2 separate regions of the Oryza sativa genome follow, and region 1 is linked to region 2. The links are chromatin contacts, called in public HiCAR-type maps. All regions are on one chromosome and are shown on one strand. The core of a region is the stretch at or near the end of the contact, and the rest is flanking DNA. Distances in the headings are between cores, read along the strand shown.

Region 1 (6,663 bases), core at 3,377-5,876, 500 kb before region 2:
GTCAACGCTAATGTATTTGGCGCTGATCCCTAATACAAGCTAATTAATATAAAAGTAACATCAAATTTGTTATGTGAATGTAACCTGGTGGTGTGATGCTTAGACTTGTATGCAGGACATTACGGGTTCTTTCAGTTTGGCACGTAATAGGGTGATTAGTACCGTATATTTTTTTTTCAAAAACATAGACCATCATTAATCATTTATAAATACGCACGTAGATTGAATATTTGAAGAAAAAAAAGGAACGAAAATGACTGACCTGATGGGGATTCGAACCCTGGTTCTAGGGTACTACAGCAAAAGGACTTACCATTGCACAACCAGTACATTGCTAATTAATTGCAGCGCAAGTTTCTAATTATCGTGTAAAGGGATCAGCGCCAAAGCATTTGGCGCTAAGGCCCTGCCACGTCAACAGAGGGAGCGGCTCGGCCGCCACGCTGGCACGATGTTAGCGCCAGTCCCATTGGCGCTGACAGGAACAACCTCAGCGCCAACCGCTTTGGCGCTGAGCCGACGGTCTATTTTTAGATATAGTTTTTGGCAGGAACTAGTTTTGAAATAAGTTTTCTATAAAGACCAATTTGTAAAAAAAAAGAACGGTTGTATTTGCTTCCTCCGTTAATTTTGTTTCCTGTCTGTGGATCTGTGATGCATACATTCAAGTTATGCCCTGACAGCTGTGGCCAGGCTATGACAAAGAGATGCTTTGTGACGATACATTTAATTGCCGCCGCGATTTGGATCCTATATCATTCACGTAAATAAGACTAACTAAAATTTCTAATATGAATAGTGATAGAGGTTCTGATCTGATTTCATTTGGTTGGCTCAGTGTACAGCTGCCGTCTACGGCGGTCGATTCAGTGAAAAATGACAGGTTCGATCCATAGCTAAATTTTTTAGTAATTTTTAGTTCTTAAGTATGTACCATAAGGTACCAAAAATTTAGTATAAAATTTGGTACCTAGGTATTATGAGGTACCACTTTTTCTATTATAAATTTGGTACCTTCTTACGGACCGTAAAATTACTCTAAATTTTTTTTATTTAGCTAGAACTAGCCAGCACTATACTGATTGTACATTATTTCCTATGGTCGCACACTTTTAGCAGGATAATCACTTATTTCTATGACTAACATCTTGTATATTGATGCATTTATAGCATAGATATGTATGTAAATCCTGCCATGACTCTGAATCCTGGACTCTAAAAGTATCCAGTTGATGTCAATGGGTGTATATGCATATTTCATGATTTTTAAGATTGCTAATGCGATGAAGAATAGAAAAATGGAGGATCTAGCTTCTGAGTTAATAGCTTCTACAATTAGACATAGCCAAATGATGTAAGAACCAAATTTGTTACAGTGTAGTTATTGGCAGAATGAACGTACAAATTTGTCAGTCTTTTCTGCTTCATATAACAGTGGTTTATGCCATTATATGATAGTAGAAATATATAAGGAGAAATAATGTCTAGCTGCGAAGTGCTAAGGTGCCTCTCATTTAAATTACTTCTCATTGGTCAAGCATACACAATAACATGGTATTTGTAGGATTTTACATGCTTGGCAATAGTTGAAAGAACGTGCTCTAGCGAGAGATCATTAGACTAGAATAGTTCATTTCGGTCATGGAACTGTATTTCACCTTCAATGTTACAGTGGTACATATGATTATCATGATCATTTTCCATTTGGTGCTCACGATAATCATAAGCTCACTAGACCGGGCTTATTAGTGAGCGAGCAGCTCATGGATTGGATTGTCAAAACTCATCGGCCAGGCTGACTCCATAATGCTGAGCTAGGCCAACTATCCCAACCTGGTAGCCTATTCTGCTGTGTCTTTTCATTGCGTAAAGCTATCTCGTATTTTGGTTATATAGTCTCTAAAATTGAAATGGAATGGGTGCTGGAACCTTTGGAGTCATGCACGATGTTCATTATAAAATGGATTAAAGTGATAATTTCTTTCTTGGTTAGTTTTTTGTCCAGTTCCATGAAAGGGATCAATTAAGCCACTAAATGGTTGGACAAACTAATTTTCGGAAAAGTGGTCAGTGTTTACATTCTGAACTTCTGACCAGACTGAAGAAACACCGTCTTATTCCAATAATAAGACAGTTCTTCTGCCTCCGACGTTGGCCGCCTTCCAGTTTGCAATATTTTGTTCTTCCTCATCCTATCAGGTTCTGTTCTGTATAGCTATATCTTTCACTGCTACCACTGTTGATGACTTCTTCAGACTCTGAGTTAACGAAAAGTGCAGATCAATTCAGATTTTTATGTTTTCAGGAATCATTCTGGCTGCTCCTGCCCAAGATGCTAGGTGTACATCTACATTAAAGCAGTCAGAGCTGGCTTCCAGTAAGGATTCATCATTTACAATTCATTTACACAAGGTTTATATCCTATGTCTGAAATGAAAATATGTTTTAAACCAGAAAGAATCATTATCTAAAAATAACCAGAAAGAATGGTTATAATTCAAACAATCAATGTCTTTTGTTAGTGAAGTGTGACTAATGAATACAGCATCACTTGTTAGCATGATGTATTTGAGATGATTTTCTTGCATGATCCGTATAGCACAACTAGACACCATCAACTGGTCGTGATCTTGGTGTGTGGGTGGATAAGTGCCTGAACATGTTTGCTATAAGAGCATCGTCAATTTAATTCGACACATGTTGTATTCCAGTGAGAAGTGACTGAACGTATTTTCAGCACACATAAGCTAGGTGGTCCTAGGATGTGTTTTGCCAATTGGTCAGGTATGAGTTCAAATAGTAAGGTGGACTGGTTAATCACAAATGAAATTTTAAGGTGCATCTCAAGCGTTGGCGTGAACAAAAATTCAGAGAAGAGGAAAATTTTTAGTGAAATGGGTAATTTTGTTTCCCTGTATTGATATTTCATTACTCACTGTAAGAGACATGATGGCAAAAAGATAGTTTACTCCTAATGGTTCAAAAAAGGTTTTGGATGCATTGTATGGCACAAAGTGCTTATGGTTAATTAGAGAAAACACAGAAAACTCCTCCCCATCAGAATCGATGAGACGGATGAGTTTAGGCAGGCCACGCACATTGCAAAATGGTTGCATAAACTCGGTGGGCTGCAGATCAAGCCATTCCCAATTGCCTCAACAGAGCAGTTGAAAGGTTATTAATCAATTTTTCTGCACCTCACTGAAATCGTGTATCTTAGCATGTTATAGCTCATGGATTATATAATAAAAGAACTAAATTTCTGTTTTGTCGGTGATTATAATATAGTAATGTAATTGATAATATGAGTACTGTTACAATTTACAGATGGCCAGTTGGAGAAAAATAAACTCAAGGTTTATGACTGCAAAGCATATTGAAGGTGTACACATTAAGATTGTCTGGCAAAGAGGAAAGAAACAGATTAAGATTGTCTGGCAAAGAGGAAAGAAACAGATTAAAGAAAACATAGCATAATTGAAATTGAGATTTTTTTAACAGGGTATTTGCGTTGTTGATCTGTACATGAAATGATATTTATGAATTAAATAAACTTTGAAAAAATTCTAACATAAGTTGGAGGTCCTGAAGTTTAGCGTATTCAATTTTGAGGAACTGTTAAGCCAGGCACCTAAATCTCTCTTTGTAGATCAGGCCTATAACGATTCCTGTATATTTCGTCTTTAGACTGTTTCTCATCTAGATGGGCACTTCTTGAACGGTAAAGTTTCTATTAACAAATTTTACTGGGAATATTATTGTTCAACGAAAAGAAATCTATAGTTTGTTAGTGCGTCATTGAATCAAGTCTTTTTTTAGTTTGCCGATTGAAAGTGGAAGCTATTAAGAGGATCAATGTTCTCTTGACTTTTGTACTCTGTTCAAACAATCATGAAGAGTTTCTTATTATCGCATCTTGGACAAGGTATATGACCAAGTGTGTGTGTGTGTGTGTTTATTGTTGTTACTTGGGGCAGGTTAACTAAAGGGTAACTTCCATTTAGTTCTGCAAATCTACTAATGCAGATGCTGCTTCCACAATACAACTGACTGCTGTATAATCACAGCTAACAAGTAACGTAAAAATGTGTATAGATTTCTTTTTTCTATTCCAGTCAATCATCTTTTTCTTGATCACTGAAGGTACAGTCATTAGCAGGAAATGATCAAGGAAGTTTTGATTAGGTAAATTTCAGTATGGTACATAGTCCTTTTCTTTAGTTCTCTGCATGTCACTCCACCCAGAGAATTTTCAAAATATACCATCCAATACGAACTGCTTTCATGATTTGTCACCTAATTCGCACTACTTTTAGAATACATCACTGGAGTACGAATTTTCTTTGTTCCGTGCCACTTTATCCCCTAGCGTCGGTCGCGCCGTCGTCCTTCATCCTCCCGGCGCCGCCGTCATCCGTCCGCCACTGCTCGCGCCAGCCACGTCGTCGCCCGTCCGTCGTTGCCATCGGCGCACACGGTGGAGGGCCGGAGGAGAGGGGAGCAGCGGTGGAGGACAGAGGGTGTCGAGCTTCGGCAGCGGTGGAAGGCAGAGAGCATCCAGCTCCGTTGTGTGGGTTGCTGATCAGTCGGCGCCCATCGCCGACCATCCTTCCTCCCCGGCTTCCATGCTCGCCATTGCCAGCGACGGCAACCTAGTCTTGTCCGATGGCGCCACCGGCCACGCCCTTTGGAGTACTAACGTCACCGCCGGTGTGAACTCGTCGGCGTCGGGAGGAGGCGGCGGTGCTATGGCGGTGCTCGCAAACTCTAGCAACCTCGTGCTCCGGCTGCCGGATGGCACCGTCTTGTGGGAGACGTTCGAGCACCCCTGCAACACATTCCTGCCCGGCATGAAGATCGGCGTCATCTACCGAACGCGCGGTGGCGTGCGGCTTGTCTCATGGAAGGGCACCACCGACCTGTCGCCGGGGAAATTCTCCTTCGGCGGCGACCCGGACCAGCCGCTTCAGGTGGTCATCTGGAAAGGCTCGCGCGTGTCCTAGCGCACCAACCCATGGGAGGGCTACATGGTGGACAGCAACTACCAGAAGGGCGGGAAGTCGGTGTGGGGAGGGTAGGATGAGCTCGTCGGCATAGGGAAGGACGAGCTCGCCGGCGGCCAGACACGTGGGGGAGGAGGAGCTCGCTGGTGTGGGGAGGACAAGCTCGCTGGCGTGGGGGAGGACGAGCTCGCCAGCAGCCTGATGTGTGTGGGCAAACGGCGCGAGAGGATGAACTGATGACGTGCAGCTTTGGATGGATGGAGTGACACGGAATGAAGAAAATTCACGCTTAAGTAGTGTATCCTTTTCTAAAAGTAGTGTGAATTGGGTGTGCTAACTATTGGGTGGTATATTCTGAAAATTCTCCTCCACTCGATAGAGAGAGAAAAAGGAAGGAAGAGTTTCCCAAAAGGAACCGCTCGTCCAAAATCCAATCTTGTCGCCGCTTCGGGCTTTCGTCTCCACCGCCTTGATGCCGCCCCGGGAGCAGGAGTAGCGGCTCATCGCCAACTACCCTTCTCCGTCGGAGCGTGCGTCGTCGTCACCGGCGATCCCCACCCACCTCCTCACTGCGCCGCCTCGCCGTCCGCCCCTTCTCCACCTTGCCCTCAACCCGCCACAGATCCCTCTCCCTCCCTTCCTCGTCCCCGGCCTTCCTCGCCGCAAACACTGCCCCCTCTTCTCCGCTTTCCTTCCTCCTCTCCACCTCAGCCGCCGGCCACGATCTCAGCCGTGGTGAGCCTCTTTCTGATTCATCTCTCTCTCTGTCTCTCCCGTCGGAACTACTTTTGTCTGGATGTTGCTTGCGTTCGTTCGTTCGTTAACCCTAGCTTCTCTTCTAGATCTGGAAGAGGCTCTTCTTTTAATTTCAGAGCCTTAACCTTAATACAAGTAACAGTTTGGGGGTTCAACTGAACCCCCATGTCCCAAGTTGGATCCGCCCCTGCTCCCATGGTGACATCCCATGAAGATGCTAAGAAGGCGTATGCTGATTTCGAGAAGAAGGTCAAGAGGACCATCTATATTGATCATCTTTCCCCTCAAGTCACGAGCTCAGTACTTAAAGCAGCCCTTGCCCAATGTGCAAATGTTGTCGATGTGGAGTTCATTGTTAATTACACAATCCCGTATGACATTCCTTCTGCTGCATTGGTGGAATTGGATGACGAAATACAAGCTAAGGCTGCACTAGACTTGATGAATGATTTCCCTTTCATAATTGGCGGGATGCCAAGGCCTGTAAGAGCTACATGTGCAAAGCCCGACATGTTTCGGGAACGCCCTCCTTGCCCTGACATCAAGAAAGAGTTCCGGTGGGTAAAACAAGAAGATGGAACAGAGTATGAAGGAATGAAGAAATTGAGGATCCTAGCAAAAAGGCAAGAAGCAGAAAATATGGCACTCATAAAGGTAAATTAGTGACTCCTTTTTAAATGAACTATTTATTTCACTGCTTCTAACCTCTTTTAAGAATCGCCATCTTATGTTTGTTTTATGCTCAGTACGCCTTAAACAGCGTAATTTCTGCCAACCTAAATATGTTTTTGCATGTATGGATATATTTATTCTGAATTATGATCAAGTTTGTTGACCTGGAGGAATGTCTGCATATAACATGCTTAAATTGATTACTGTAATATGCATATAATATGCTTCTTGC
Region 2 (6,444 bases), core at 3,245-5,744:
ATATGATGTTCACATGTCTTGTCAGTTGCAAGATCAAACTGACTGGCATGCCCACACCTCATCAATCTTTGGACCTGCACTGGAGCTAAGCAGATCTCCCAGGCCAGTGTGTGTTTTTTGCGTCAACACAATCCCATCGCGATGCACCGCCTCCACGCTATCCCGGAGCGCCGTGCCACGCCACCAGCTTCGCCTCCGCCTCCTCCTACCGATGCCGCCGCTAGTCGCTGCCCCCGTGCGCCGTTGCCGCAGAACACTATCGTCGACGCCGTTGCGCCGGAGCGTGCCCATGGAGCCATGGCTGCACTTCCTCCTCCCCTGTGTAGCTGACCTGTGGATCCCACAACAAAAAAATCCCCAAATAACCACAGCCATCCAAACCCCGTAGATTCAATCTCAACCGTTAGATCTATATAACCCTAACCTATGCCACGTCAGCCCTAGATCCATCCTGTCGGTGCCATCTCATTGGCATGTGTCGCCACATGTCTGTCTACATCAACCGAGTCCACTAACTCTATACCCCTGACTGACAGTAGGCCCACCATATTTTCCTATTCAAAAATAATCAAATTTCCGAAATTAAATATCCAGAGAATATTCCCGGAATATTCCTTTTTCTTTTATCTTCGGATTTTCTGTAAATTCAAACTTCCGGAAGCCATAACTTTGTCATTCGAACTCCGATTCGACCAGTTCTTCTTCCTAAATTCTTCTAAAATAATCGAGCTCTACCTCCTGGTTTAATTGGTTATTTCATTTGATATTAATTAGTTAGATTTTTCTTTTGTTTATTTGTTCTTCGTTTGCGACCATGTAGATGTTGAAGCAAAAGAGCAGTTCATTTCAGAAGACGCTATGCAAGGACAGTACTGGGATCAAGGCAAGTGCACTCTTTGAACATATGGAGCCCATTTGTAAAATGTTTTGTTTTGAATACATGCATTACTTTATTTATAAACTATTGATGGGTAGCATGACCTAATTGTTATTATTATCCTACCTTTGATAATTATTGATTGTCCATGATACCTTGTCACCCTAGTCTTTGTGAGTTGAACATTGGGCTCAACTCAAGGTAGAGTAGTTATGCTTAGCCCCGTTTAATGTTGTTTTACAAGCAAAATACAATTTTGATTAATCATATACTTGTAATCACTTTTATATGAACTGTTTGGATGTGTGCTATCTTTCCGGTAGCATGTGTTGCACCGTGTAGTAAACAATGGGCGGATAGAACATTTTCGACCGGGGTGCTGGGTGGTTCTATGTGAACCTGGTTAGGTGGTCATGTACATGTGTGATCGTTGTTGGGTACGGTCTCTCTGTCAGTCTACTGTTGAGCTGTGTGCTTTTGTAGTTTGGTAAGTTGCCTTGGTCAATTAAAGACTTGACTTCATAAGCCATTAATTGATCTGAGCCTAACGTGCAACCACATGATCTCATGGAAAGAACCAGGCCTAGTATGATTCCGAGTCTTGGCACTGTCGGCCCAGGTGGCTAGATGATAGGAGTTTATGTTAGCCAGGGGTACTTTCTTGTCTGTGTGAGGGAAATGTGTCTCATGGGGGAAGGTATCGTTGGGACGGAGTTTCTAAAAAGCCTCATTATAGACTCCTTGGCCGCACACAACCTGAAGTATGAAATTTACGCATGGCCATTAAAAGGACGATGTATCTTGTGGGTCCAGGTGTACAACCTCTGTAGAGTGTTAAACTAATCTATTCGAATAGCCGCGTCAGCGGTCATGGACATGCTCGGTGATATCTCATGAGGGGTAGTTTGTGAAATATGGGAATGAGCTGTGTGCAGGTTAATGAATATAGCTATGAGGTCCTGTGTGGATGGATGGATGGTAACACCAGTTATTTATAAATGTTGTTCAAATCTCTGTTTATAAATTGTTTATAACTGCAAATTGCTCTATTATGCAAAATAGCTATCGCTTTCTTCGTCAGCCTTGCATATGAATATTAACGTGTAATTGCTGAGTATTCCATGTACTCACCTTGCAATTCCCCCAATTCCAGAAGAAAGGTTTCCACTATTTCCTAAGGAGTTTACTGCTGAAGACGAGGAATATGTCGTGTGTCCCAGTTGACTGCCTGTGGTGAGTTGAATCGAACTACTACACGTTTATCTTATTTCCGCTACTATTTTAATATTTTCCTTAGGCCCTTCGTGGCAGAATAAATGTAAACTTTAGCCATAAGGATTATCATAGTTATTATTAATACTAAATATTAGGTTTCCTTCGTGATGTTGGTTGTAATATTATCTTTGTGTCTGTGTGTGCTAGTTTGATCCTGGACTAGCACTTATACACAAGAGATCCTATTCGAGTCCTTACAAATCTATCTATGCCTACTTAAAAAATAGGTAAGTATTCCAGTTTTTTTCATCCGTCTCCTCTAGGCCCGTCTGATCCCACACACAGAGCACACCTCCAACCTTGCCGGGCCGAACTCTAGCACTGCCCGCCACATTAATATGCCTCCCAGTATGTTTCCTCTTTCAACTGATTGAAAAATCAATTCCCGACTCTTCCCTCGTCATTTTCATCATGATTTACTCTTTCAATCAATGTGGCTCTAATTCGCCAGATTTAATTGATTTTGATGATGGCTGACCGGCGAGCTTTCCCTAGTAGTTTATCGGATTTGGTGGAGAGGATAGTCTCCGACATAGTACGTGCATGGGACAGGACTGTCTTCTAAAGGTTGAGGATACTGATCCTACGGCTCCACTTATGGGCTGGACCGAAGTGAGGTAGGCGAGATTGAGGATGCTAGTCCTACAGCTCCACTTATGGGCTGGACGCTGGTCCTACGGCTCCATGGGCTGGACCGAAGAGAGGTAGGCGAGCTAATGGAGGTAGCAGACTTGGCTGAATTTGAAAAGGAAGAAAGGAGTCGGCTTTCTGCCCAAACCAAGGAAGAATTTTCATTAACCTTTTCGATTATAATGTATGTAGCGATAGATATTAATGTTTCAATTTATTGCTAAACTCCTCATACCTGTTGATACCATTGAAAAAACGCTTTTACTCGTTGCAGCGCACGGACAGTTTTTTTATTATTTTATTATTTTTAAGGTTAGGATTTAAAGGTGTTTTTTTCCCATATAGGCTCGGCTTGCATGCCTGCAGTGTTATTCAAGAGTCCGGTTGGCTGGGCGCCTGGGCCTATATATGTGCCATATATTGCTAGACAGCCGAAGCCATAGAGGGGAGATCGATTGGATTTTTATTGGTTTGTCATCGAGGTTGCAAATACTTCGCCGCCACGACCAATGGTGCTCCCATTGTTTTTCTACGTCTACGGTTAGGAGGCTGATCAGACACGTGGTGGATCAAGTGAAACATCTTCGCCGGTCAAGACTATGGATGATCAAATGGGCTGCCTGGCCCGGCATGGCCCAGGCATGATCGGGCCTGGGCTGAGGTCAATCGGGCCGGCACGGCCCGACCAACAAGCTAGGCCGGGCTGGACTTGCCCACAGGCTACACGCACAGCTCAAGCATGACCTAACAAATCTTGGGCCTGCCCGAAGGAACGATAGCTTATCATGCTTCTTCATAAAATAAGTCTATTTTTCCTCCCTAATCTCTTTGGGTTGTCTTATATTAAATGGCTGTAACAAGTATATTTTGTGTTCCTTTACTCTTCGGGCCGTGTCTTATATGGTTTATTAAGTTTATTTGGGATCCCTCAACTATTTTCCATTAACCGTGTCGTTCTGGGTCGGCCCACTGTGCTAAGACATCGGCCCAGGCACGGCCCAACTATCGGGCCAGGCCGGCACGAGCCAGACAACAGTCGTGTCATGCTGTGCTTGGGCCGGGCCATCAGGCCTCGGGCCTTATGGCCATCTATAGTCGAGACCTTAATGTGGATCTTGGTTGGGGTTGGTCTAAGTGTCGTTTCTGTAAGTATATTTTTGCCTATTATCTTTACGATCAGTGGATATATATAAACTACTTGGTTTAATTTGTCTGAGTCATTGGATTGATATCAACTAATATTGATCCTCTGTTGCTACTAGTCTAGTCGTTTACACATAAAGATTCATATATACGCATATTGGCATCTATATTATTTGTTATATAGGTGAGCTGATAAATACTTCGTTGTTACTAGTATCATGAAGAGAGCGGCAAATCAGGGTGCTGACAACCGGGTGCTCATCAACGTCGGATCCGGCAGTGGAGCGCATTGTCGCAACATTGCTTGTGGAGGTCTTATCTTTTTTTCTTGATATTCTTTTTGGAGAGTAAATTCTATCATTATAAATAGCAGGTACTAGTTAGTCATGAAAGGGGTCTAACCATGTAACAGTTGATCACAAAACGAAGGGTGTGGATGGCAGCAACGGCAAACTTTGCCTTTTGGATGTGAACCCCTACCAAAGGAGAGGGGATAGTAGCAGCTAGGCTTGAAGCTGAGGAGACGCGGGAGCGTGGGTGAAGGAGGCGGGATGTCCAAGAAGCGATTATGAGTGCGCTGCACAGCCGGCAGGGCTCTTCCCACATTCCGCTCAGGTGCTCACCCACCCAACCACCTGCAGGCTCCGATCCGATTCCGAGCAGCATGAACCTGTCGGAGGAATGGCGCTTCCTCTTCCCCGTCTCTTCCGTCTTTGCGCCGCCGTCCCTCGCCGTCGCAAACCGGAACGAGAATGGGAATGGGAATGGGTATGGACCCCTCCTCTTCTCCCCCCTCCCGCCTCCCGCCACGCTCCACACCAATATCCCCTTCCCCGCCTTCCAGTTTCATCCCCCGCACTCCAAGTCCACCGGCGACGCCCTCCGCTACTTTCTCAGCTCCACCGCCTCCTTCCTCCCCACCCCCGACCTCCACTCCCTCTCCAGCTCCCTCTCCGACTCCACCACCTTCCGCCCGCCGCCGCCGCCTTCCAACCTGCTCGCCACCATCCTCCTCCGCGCTCCCTCCACCTCTCTCCTCCTCTTCTTCCCTTCCGGCCACAATGCCGACCATCTCTCCTACGCTACTCTCCACTCCACTGCCGCCCCCCTCTCGGCCGTGCAGACCCTCACCCACGGCTTCATGCACCCCGGCCACCGCATCCACCACCTCGCCGCCACCTCCTCCTGCCCCCCGCCGCATTCGCACTCACCAGCAGCAGCTACCCCCCTTGTCCACGGATTCCTTCTCGCTGCCACCACCTACTCGGTCAATTGGTTCAAGGTTGAGTCTTCTTCTTCTAGTTCTACCTCCCCGCCTGCGCTCGTGCCCGCGGCCAAGCAGGCGTTCGACGCCGCCGTCGTGCACGCGTGCTGGAGCAAGCATCTGCACTCCGACTGCCTTGTGCTGCTCGACAATGCCCACCTCTGCTGCTTCGATCTCCACCAACGCCGTGGAAGCGTCCTTCGCGTTGGCACTGCCACTGCCACCGAGGGTGGTGCCTGCCTAAGCTGCGACTACGGGCCGCAACCGTGGACGGCCGTCGTCGCCACCACCAAGGCCATCCTACTCCTTGATCTCAGATATGGTCCAGATCATCCTGGAAACTGCAAGGTTCTAGCGAGGGTTGGGATGCAAGGGTTGTTCGACCCTGATCCTCCTCTCAACAGCGAATGCCACTATCTTGCATTCTGCAAGGCTCCGTTCGACGATTTTCTCATGTCGGTGGCGACGGAGCGTCTTCTGTTGGTGCTTGATATCAGGCAGCCTCTGACACCCGTGCTGGCATGGCAGCATGGCCTCCATAACCCAAATCATATTGCTATGTTTCGCCTATCTCAACTCAGGCCTTCCAAGGAGCATGAGTGGGCGTCCAGCTCGGGGATCGCCATTCTGGCTGGTTCATTCTGGAGTACTGGGTTTAATCTCTTCTTCTGTGGCCCCAAGGACCAATGCTCTTCCTCTTCACAGAATGCTCATCACCTGTATGCTTGGGATGTTCCATCTCGGATTTCTTTGATAGGCCAGCACTGCAGTTGCAGCAATGGGCTTATGAGAGAGGTATTCACTGATCATGAGCCCATCACTAGGAACACCGTCGTTGGCTACCACGTGCTTCCAAACACATTGCTGCAGGACGAATCGTCGTCATCGTTCACTGGCTTTGCTTTGATCCGGTTAACGTCGTCGGGGAAGTTGGAGATGCAAAGATTCCGTGCATCTGGAGATTTTGATGAACATGTCATGTGTGATGGATCACATCATCAATCTGCGGCTTGTACTACTTCATCCATTATTTCTCCAGACACTACTGCTCATGGTGAAAAGTTCTCTTCCAGATATAAGTTTTTGAAGTTCCATTACCTATCAAAATACCTGGAGGGCAATCTGCTCAGCGCGTTGGAGAATCATAATGTTGTTAACAAAGGCTCCCACCAAATTGTTATTAGTGAAGATGTATCAGCATTTGCAAAGGAGAACTCTCCGCCGTGTTATCGGTCAGTTTCAGATCTCCTATGCA

What was found. HiCAR-type assays count read pairs that join an accessible place to other places.
Region 1: a HiCAR-type map of leaf shows a contact between it and region 2, with 3 times the contacts expected there. The contact joins the promoter of LOC136351841 here to the promoter of LOC112936426 in region 2. A contact is called at or near these places in 1 of 15 Hi-C or Micro-C datasets (panicle) and 1 of 4 datasets of contacts at active chromatin or transcription factors (leaf).

The regions. Positions count from the first base shown.
Region 1 is chr9:5,014,085-5,020,747 of ASM3414082v1, reverse strand. It overlaps LOC136351841 (G-type lectin S-receptor-like serine/threonine-protein kinase B120), which reads left to right and starts at 4,626. Exons shown (of 1, transcript XM_066304264.1): 1 at 4,626-5,003. The coding sequence starts at 4,626. The coding sequence ends at 5,003. It overlaps LOC4346396 (ASI1-immunoprecipitated protein 1), which reads left to right and starts at 5,421. Exons shown (of 3, transcript XM_015756192.3): 1 at 5,421-5,738; 2 at 5,846-6,413. The coding sequence starts at 5,925. It overlaps LOC136351898 (a long non-coding RNA gene), which reads left to right and starts at 1,494. Exons shown (of 3, transcript XR_010735177.1): 1 at 1,494-2,199; 2 at 2,306-3,174; 3 at 3,328-3,590. It overlaps LOC136351899 (a long non-coding RNA gene), which reads left to right. Exons shown (of 2, transcript XR_010735178.1): 2 at 839-1,188.
Region 2 is chr9:4,514,724-4,521,167 of ASM3414082v1, reverse strand. LOC112936426 reads left to right here and starts at 4,494. Exons shown (of 2, transcript XM_026020374.1): 1 at 4,494-6,444. The coding sequence starts at 4,494.